2 separate regions of the Mus musculus genome follow, and region 1 is linked to region 2. A link is a contact called in public HiChIP or PLAC-seq data. All regions are on one chromosome and are shown on one strand. The core of a region is the stretch at or near the end of the contact, and the rest is flanking DNA. Distances in the headings are between cores, read along the strand shown. Region 1 overlaps Uggt1 (UDP-glucose glycoprotein glucosyltransferase 1). Region 2 has its middle 110 kb from the start of Gm25634.

What was found. HiChIP or PLAC-seq counts read pairs in DNA pulled down with a chosen protein or histone mark.
Region 1: an H3K27ac HiChIP or PLAC-seq map of T-cell acute lymphoblastic leukemia shows a contact between it and region 2, with 2.1 times the contacts expected there. The contact joins two enhancer-like sites.

What each region holds. Positions count from the first base shown.
Region 1 is chr1:36,148,059-36,151,055 of GRCm38.p6, reverse strand. It overlaps Uggt1 (UDP-glucose glycoprotein glucosyltransferase 1), which reads left to right. Exons shown (of 41, transcript NM_198899.2): 38 at 897-1,011. Among named protein-coding and RNA genes, the nearest start is that of Mir6897, 5.2 kb to the right of the region's middle. Within about 2 kb of position 1,470, at least 36 of the 459 cell types and tissues checked have an H3K27ac peak or open chromatin away from gene starts, as enhancers often do. A contact at or near this core is called in T-cell acute lymphoblastic leukemia, where this site is marked.
Region 2 is chr1:35,652,043-35,655,021 of GRCm38.p6, reverse strand. No RefSeq gene overlaps it. Among named protein-coding and RNA genes, the nearest start is that of Gm25634, 110 kb to the left of the region's middle. Within about 2 kb of position 1,516, at least 57 of the 459 cell types and tissues checked have an H3K27ac peak or open chromatin away from gene starts, as enhancers often do. A contact at or near this core is called in T-cell acute lymphoblastic leukemia, where this site is marked.

The DNA of each region.
Region 1 (2,997 bases), core at 221-2,720, 500 kb before region 2:
CACCCATACACATTTACAAAAAAAAAAACAAAAAATACATCTTTTTTAAAAAAAGAAAAGATTGACTTATTTTATGTGTATGAGTATTTTGCCTGCATGAAGGCCAGAAGATGTCAGAGTCCCTGAAACTGGAGTTACAGAAGATGGTGAGCCACTGTGTGCATGAAGGGAACCAAACTCTGATCCTCTAGAAGGGTAGCCAGGGCTCCTAACCTCTGCGACAATCCTCAGGGCCCTAAGTAACTCCTTGTTAAAATGAGCACACACAGAGATGAATGATGGCTGCGGTGACTTCAGTTTTATTCCGTGTTTCTTGGCTGCAGAGAATTGGAACCCTGCCTGCTCCTCTCCTGTTATCTTAAGATGTCGTCAGGATAGTGGTGGCAAATTGTTATCATTTATCAGTTTCAGTGATCTTTATCACTGGATCTTTTGAGTTAGCCAGATTTCTTTTTGTCTTTCTTATATTTATTTTATGTGTGTGAATATACTGTTGCTCTCTTCAGACACACCAGAAGAGGGCATCAGATCCCATTACAGATGGTTGTGAGCCACCATGTGGCTGCTGGGAATTGAACTCAGGTTCTCTGGAAGAGCAGTCAGTGCTCTTAACCACCAAGCCATCTCTCCAGCCCCTAGATAGAAATCTTGCCTCAGAAATTAGTTTCCTTGTAAGACAACAAAATAAAAAGCTGGCCAAAGTGAGCCGTCAGAGCAGGCCATAGCCTGCAGGTGTGTGATCCTCTTGGCCATGTGCATGCGCCCTCTGCGGCATCTTCCACTCTCTCTCTGGGACACTGGCCTGTTCCATCCATGACCTCTCCCACCATTCAGTTGGGTTCATTGTTGACATCAATTGATGGTTTGTCTGTAACAAGTGTCTCCTCTCCACTCAGTGCGCTGTATGTCGTGGATCTGAAGAAGTTTAGGAAAATAGCTGCTGGAGACAGACTCAGGGGACAGTACCAAGGTCTGAGCCAGGATCCCAACAGTCTTTCAAATCTTGATCAAGTAAGTGACCGTTGACATTACACATACAAGTATGCCATTTGTGTCTGAAAATGAAGTAGTGTTTGTGTGCTTTCTCAGAACTGAACTATTTCTTCATGGAAAGTATGTGAGTGTGAGTGTGAGTGAGTGTGTGTGTGTGTGTGTGTGTGAGAGAGAGAGAGAGACTTGTCTGATCCCAAAGGCTCTGAGACTGTCAAAAAGCTCAGAATTTACACTAAAAAGTAGTAAAATTTTCTAGCCCTGACTGCCCTCCATGTCAGAACTTTCAGGAAGGCTTGCTGAATAACTTTTCCAATAACAAGCATTTTCAGAAGTAAAATTACAGGTTTGTTTCGTTTGGGTTTGTGTTCTGTTTATTTGTCTTTATGTGCATGGGTGTTTTGCCTGCATGTAGGTCTATGCACTGTATGTGCAGTGCTCCCAGAGACCAGGAGAGGGAGTCTCAATCACCCTGAGCTGGAGTGACAGACAGGTGTTAGAGCAGCCAGGGCTCCTACCCTCACCCTTCTCCTCAGCCCCAGTTGTAGCTTTAAGTGTTTTAGATATCTACTGTCAATCTGCTGCTGCAGCTGCTGTTTTGAGACCAGGTAGCACTTAGTAGCCTTGGCTGGCCTGGAACTCTCTTTGTAGACAGGGCTGGTCTAGAGATCCACCAGCCTCTGCCTCCGTAGTGCTGAGATTAAAGGCATGAGCCACAATACCCAGCTTGTTTAAAGTCTTTCTTAAAATATGTTGTTGTTTATTGTGATATGTAGCATCCATTAAAAGAATCCATCTTCAGGTGTATCAAGGAGTCACTACAAAGCCAAGGCTATAACCAGAGCCCCGTGCGTCAGGAGCATGTCACTCCTGATAGCAGACTGCTGCCCTGCTCCCTGACTGTGGCAGGCAGGAGGCAGCCCACTTGCCACTCTGTAGACTCTACTGAGCCTGCTGTCTAGCCTGGACACCATGCTTCTATTTAGCCTCTTGGCCTCTGCTGACCTGGGGATGTGTTCCCTCTACTCACTTTCCTTTGTAGTTTTGTGCCCTTCACCAGCCGTTCCCCATTCTATCTCTTCCTTCCTGTAGAGCTTCCTGCAGCTAACCACCTTCACTCAGCTCGCCCCCCCACCCTGCTCAATCTTAGTAGTTTATTATTTTAGTCTTTTGTCCTTTGTTCTTTGTGTTTCCTGTCTAGTTAGTTTAGTCTTCTGTTTGTCCTTCATTTTAATTAACATATTTGCTTCCATTTTAGTATTTTTTGTTTTCAGTCTGTGCTGGAATCCTCTGTCCTTTATCTTTAGCAGCTGTCTCATGCAGAGTGACAGTTTGCACTGCCAGGTCTTTGACCCACCTGCTGGCTCTCATCTCATGACCTCTGAGCATATGACTGCTTTTGTTCATGTTTTCTCTCAGCTGTTTCTTTTCTTTATTTTTTTCCTTTTATTGAAAATAATTTTCCCCCTCACATAATATATCCCGATTCCAGTTTCCCGTTCCTTCCCCTCCTCACATTGGATTCACCTGCTTTCTGTCTCTCAGTAGAAAATAGCATCTAAGGGATAATAATAGAATACAGAATAAAAAGATAAAACAAAAGCTAACACATTCAGAATTGAACAAAACAAACAGGAGGAAAAGAAAAGGCACAAGAATCAGAAACCCACTCATTTATTTGCACACTCAGGAATCACATAAAGACCCTAAACTGGGAGCCATGATATGTATGGCTGTAAGACTGTGTTATATTATAAAGTATATTATGTATAATTATTATCTTCCCGCAGAGTAGAAAGTGCAGGTTCAGCAGTATCTAAAGTTTATTTTGTTGACGGTTTGATGAAGGAAATTGTCTCAGTTACTTTTCATTCCTATTTCTGTGAGAAAACACTATGCCCAAGGCCATTGATAAAGCCTTTAACTGCGCCTATGGTTTCAGAGAGTTAGAGGCCTTGATGGCAGGGCAAAAAAACCACGGCAGCAGAAACAGCTGAGCGCTCACAT
Region 2 (2,979 bases), core at 267-2,766:
TCATAACATGAGTTGCTGTCAGTGGACATATTTATAAAATGCTAGTACCTGAGTCCCACCTCAGAGACCGCGCTTATGGATTGTGAGAGAGCAGGCATCTGGATTTCTAAAGTTCCTAGCAGTTCACTGGGAAGAGATTGAAAGACCTGTCCCTTAGACTCTAGAGTCGTGGATCCGGCAGGCCCTTCCTCCTGGGAGCCTGAACTGGGTTCACTTTGTCTCTTTTGTGCACAGAATTGTCTGTTCTCTATTCTTTAAAGAAAAATGCAGATCATCTTTCAGGCCTGCTTTCTCAAGAAGTCGTCTTCTGGCCACCTAGCCTGTTTGGTCTCTTTGTTGTTGAAGTGGTTGGTGTTAACTTCAAAGTCACTCACAGGGCCTGCTGTAAGCCTCTAAACTAAAAGGCAGAGAGCAGAAAGCACAGCACCCGGGAGCTCATGAACTATCCAGAATTCGTGTTGGAATTAACACTGACATGCACTAAAATTTCACTAACATGACTAGAATATAATGCTTTTGTGCTGTTTTTCCCCTTTTTTACATTATATATATTATATTAGCATATATTAATTGTAGATAACAATGAGCATTATAATATTGTTATACATGTATATAGTGCATTGTGATCATAGTCACTCCCTACTATTCTCTTAACCCTTCTCACCCTCACTGCCCCCTCCTACTCTCACTGCCCCCTCCCATTCTCACTGACCCCTCCCAATCTGCCTGGCCCCTCCCATTGGCCCTCCCACTCTCACTGACCTCTCCTACTCTAGTGGTCCCTCCCGCTCTCCCTGACCCTTCCCATGTTCACTGACTCCTACTCTTAATGATCTTCTTTCTCTGCTCAATTAGTTCACTTCTGCTTTCATCTCCTTTTCTTTTGATAAACCATGAGTTTCATTAGGGCTATTACAATCACATGCAGTTTTTCCTTATAGTACTAGTTTCCACGTGATTCCTTTTCTTGTATTTTCACTATTGTGTATTTGTATTTAACTATTTAATTAATTAATTAATTATATTTTTATTTTATATATTTATTTTAATTATTCTTATTTAGTTATTCTTAACGACCTCAGTGATCTGTGATTGTTTTGCTTTGCTTTGGAGGCAGGACCTTCATGTATCACTGTGTAGCCAAGGATGATCTTGAATTTCTGATCTACCTGCCTTCCCCTCCTCGTGGTGGTCATAGGTGTGCAGATTACAATGTGTCCTATCACACCACGTTTATCAGCTGCTGGGGATCGCATTAAGGGCTTCGTGCCTGCTAGGCAAGCACCCCACCAGCTGCGCACCCTTCCCTGGCTCATTTAACAATATCTCGATCAATATGGAAAGCAGCGTGTATTTCAGGTTTTATAATAAATAATAGAAGCAACTGTTGTTGTGGAGTATCCGCCAGAGACTACTTAGACATGGATTTAAGCCAATAGCAAGTCTTTATCTGCCAACTGGCAACTACACCGGGTGTTTGGGGCCCCGGTTTAGCTCTGAGCCTTTCTCAGGGTGAGCTTTTAAAGCATGAAACCACATCCTGGGTTGACACACCTCAGTTAGCAAGAACAGTAAGCCAGAAGCAGAACTACAGAAGCCAAAAAGCAAGGTTAGTGCATTTACAGACTTTCCCAGAGCTATGGACTTTGATGGATTAGGTCTTTGTTCTCATTTTGGCAGGTGGTGCTGTCTAAGTGCTGAGTTTTATGGCTTCAATGGTACTTCTGTCGTGGAGTCAGTTGTGCTAAGGTCTGGGAGCCTGTTACAGTGTCACTTCCATTTCATCAGTAAGAATGGTGAGGAAAAGCTAAATGGGGAATAGAAGCAAAAAGAAATAGATAAGGAAGCAAAATCAGTGGAAATCTCACAGGTGTGCAGAGCGGATCTGAGATTTAGACCCAGCTGTGTTTGGTCCTGATGCTTTCATATCTGCATATTTGGCTTCTAAATTTTAACTACGATTGATGACTCATTGCTGGTTTTAATGACTCCCTTTTAATGAACAAGAACTGTGCACTTGGCTCAATCACTGGTCTCTCAAAAGTCAGTGCAGTGAAACAAAAACCTGTCCCAGATTCCCCAAGACAGGCACCTACTGCTTGCTGCATCATAGTAGGATCATCTGTGGCCCTAGCACCTGTTCAGTTGGATCTTGTGTCTGCCTGTAGCTTTCCCCATCATCAGGGAACTTGGAAGAAAGGATCCAGGTTACAAGATGTCAGGGATCTCAAGACCTTCTCCTTTTACTCCTCATAGAACTGTGGCTTCCAGCCTCTTCTCTTTCCAGCTTACCCGATCTTTGCCTCCTTCTAGCTCTTCTTTCTGAATGGTCTCCTTGACATATATGCATGCATGTATGTATAGTAGTTTCAAGAAGACTATATATGTATGTCTCTTTGAAACTATGTATGTACTATGTATGTATGTATGTATGTATGTATGTATGTATGTATAGTAGTTTCATGTTTGAAAAGCTAACCACTCAGTGGACAGATCCTAAGATGGGTGACCATGCTCTGTGGGAGTGGGAAAGCATGACTGTGCCTTCCAGTTCAGCAATGATTTTCACACCACCCTCCACTTTCTAATTCCATCTAACATTCCAGGTGGAGGCCATAACTGTAGTGCATGGACGGGGAGACATGTTGCAGATGGAGAGGAGCTCCACGGGACCGTCACAGCTCAGAATGCTAACCTTGCAGTGTAATTTTAGAGGGTGGTGGTGGGGGATGAATATGTTTTTGGAGCAGTGACCATCACTGTGGTTCATACCATGTTTTATCAGAATTCCCCGTATGGAGTCATGCAGAAGCACTTACTACGGTAAAGGGAAGTGTCATGTGTGAGTGTGACATGTTTTCCATGGGCTCACAGGTTTGAACACTTGGTCCCTAGGCTGGTGGCACTGTTTGGGAAGGTTATGGAACCTTTAGAGGAAGAGCTCTCAATGAGGAAGCATCTCACTGCAAGCGGGCTTTG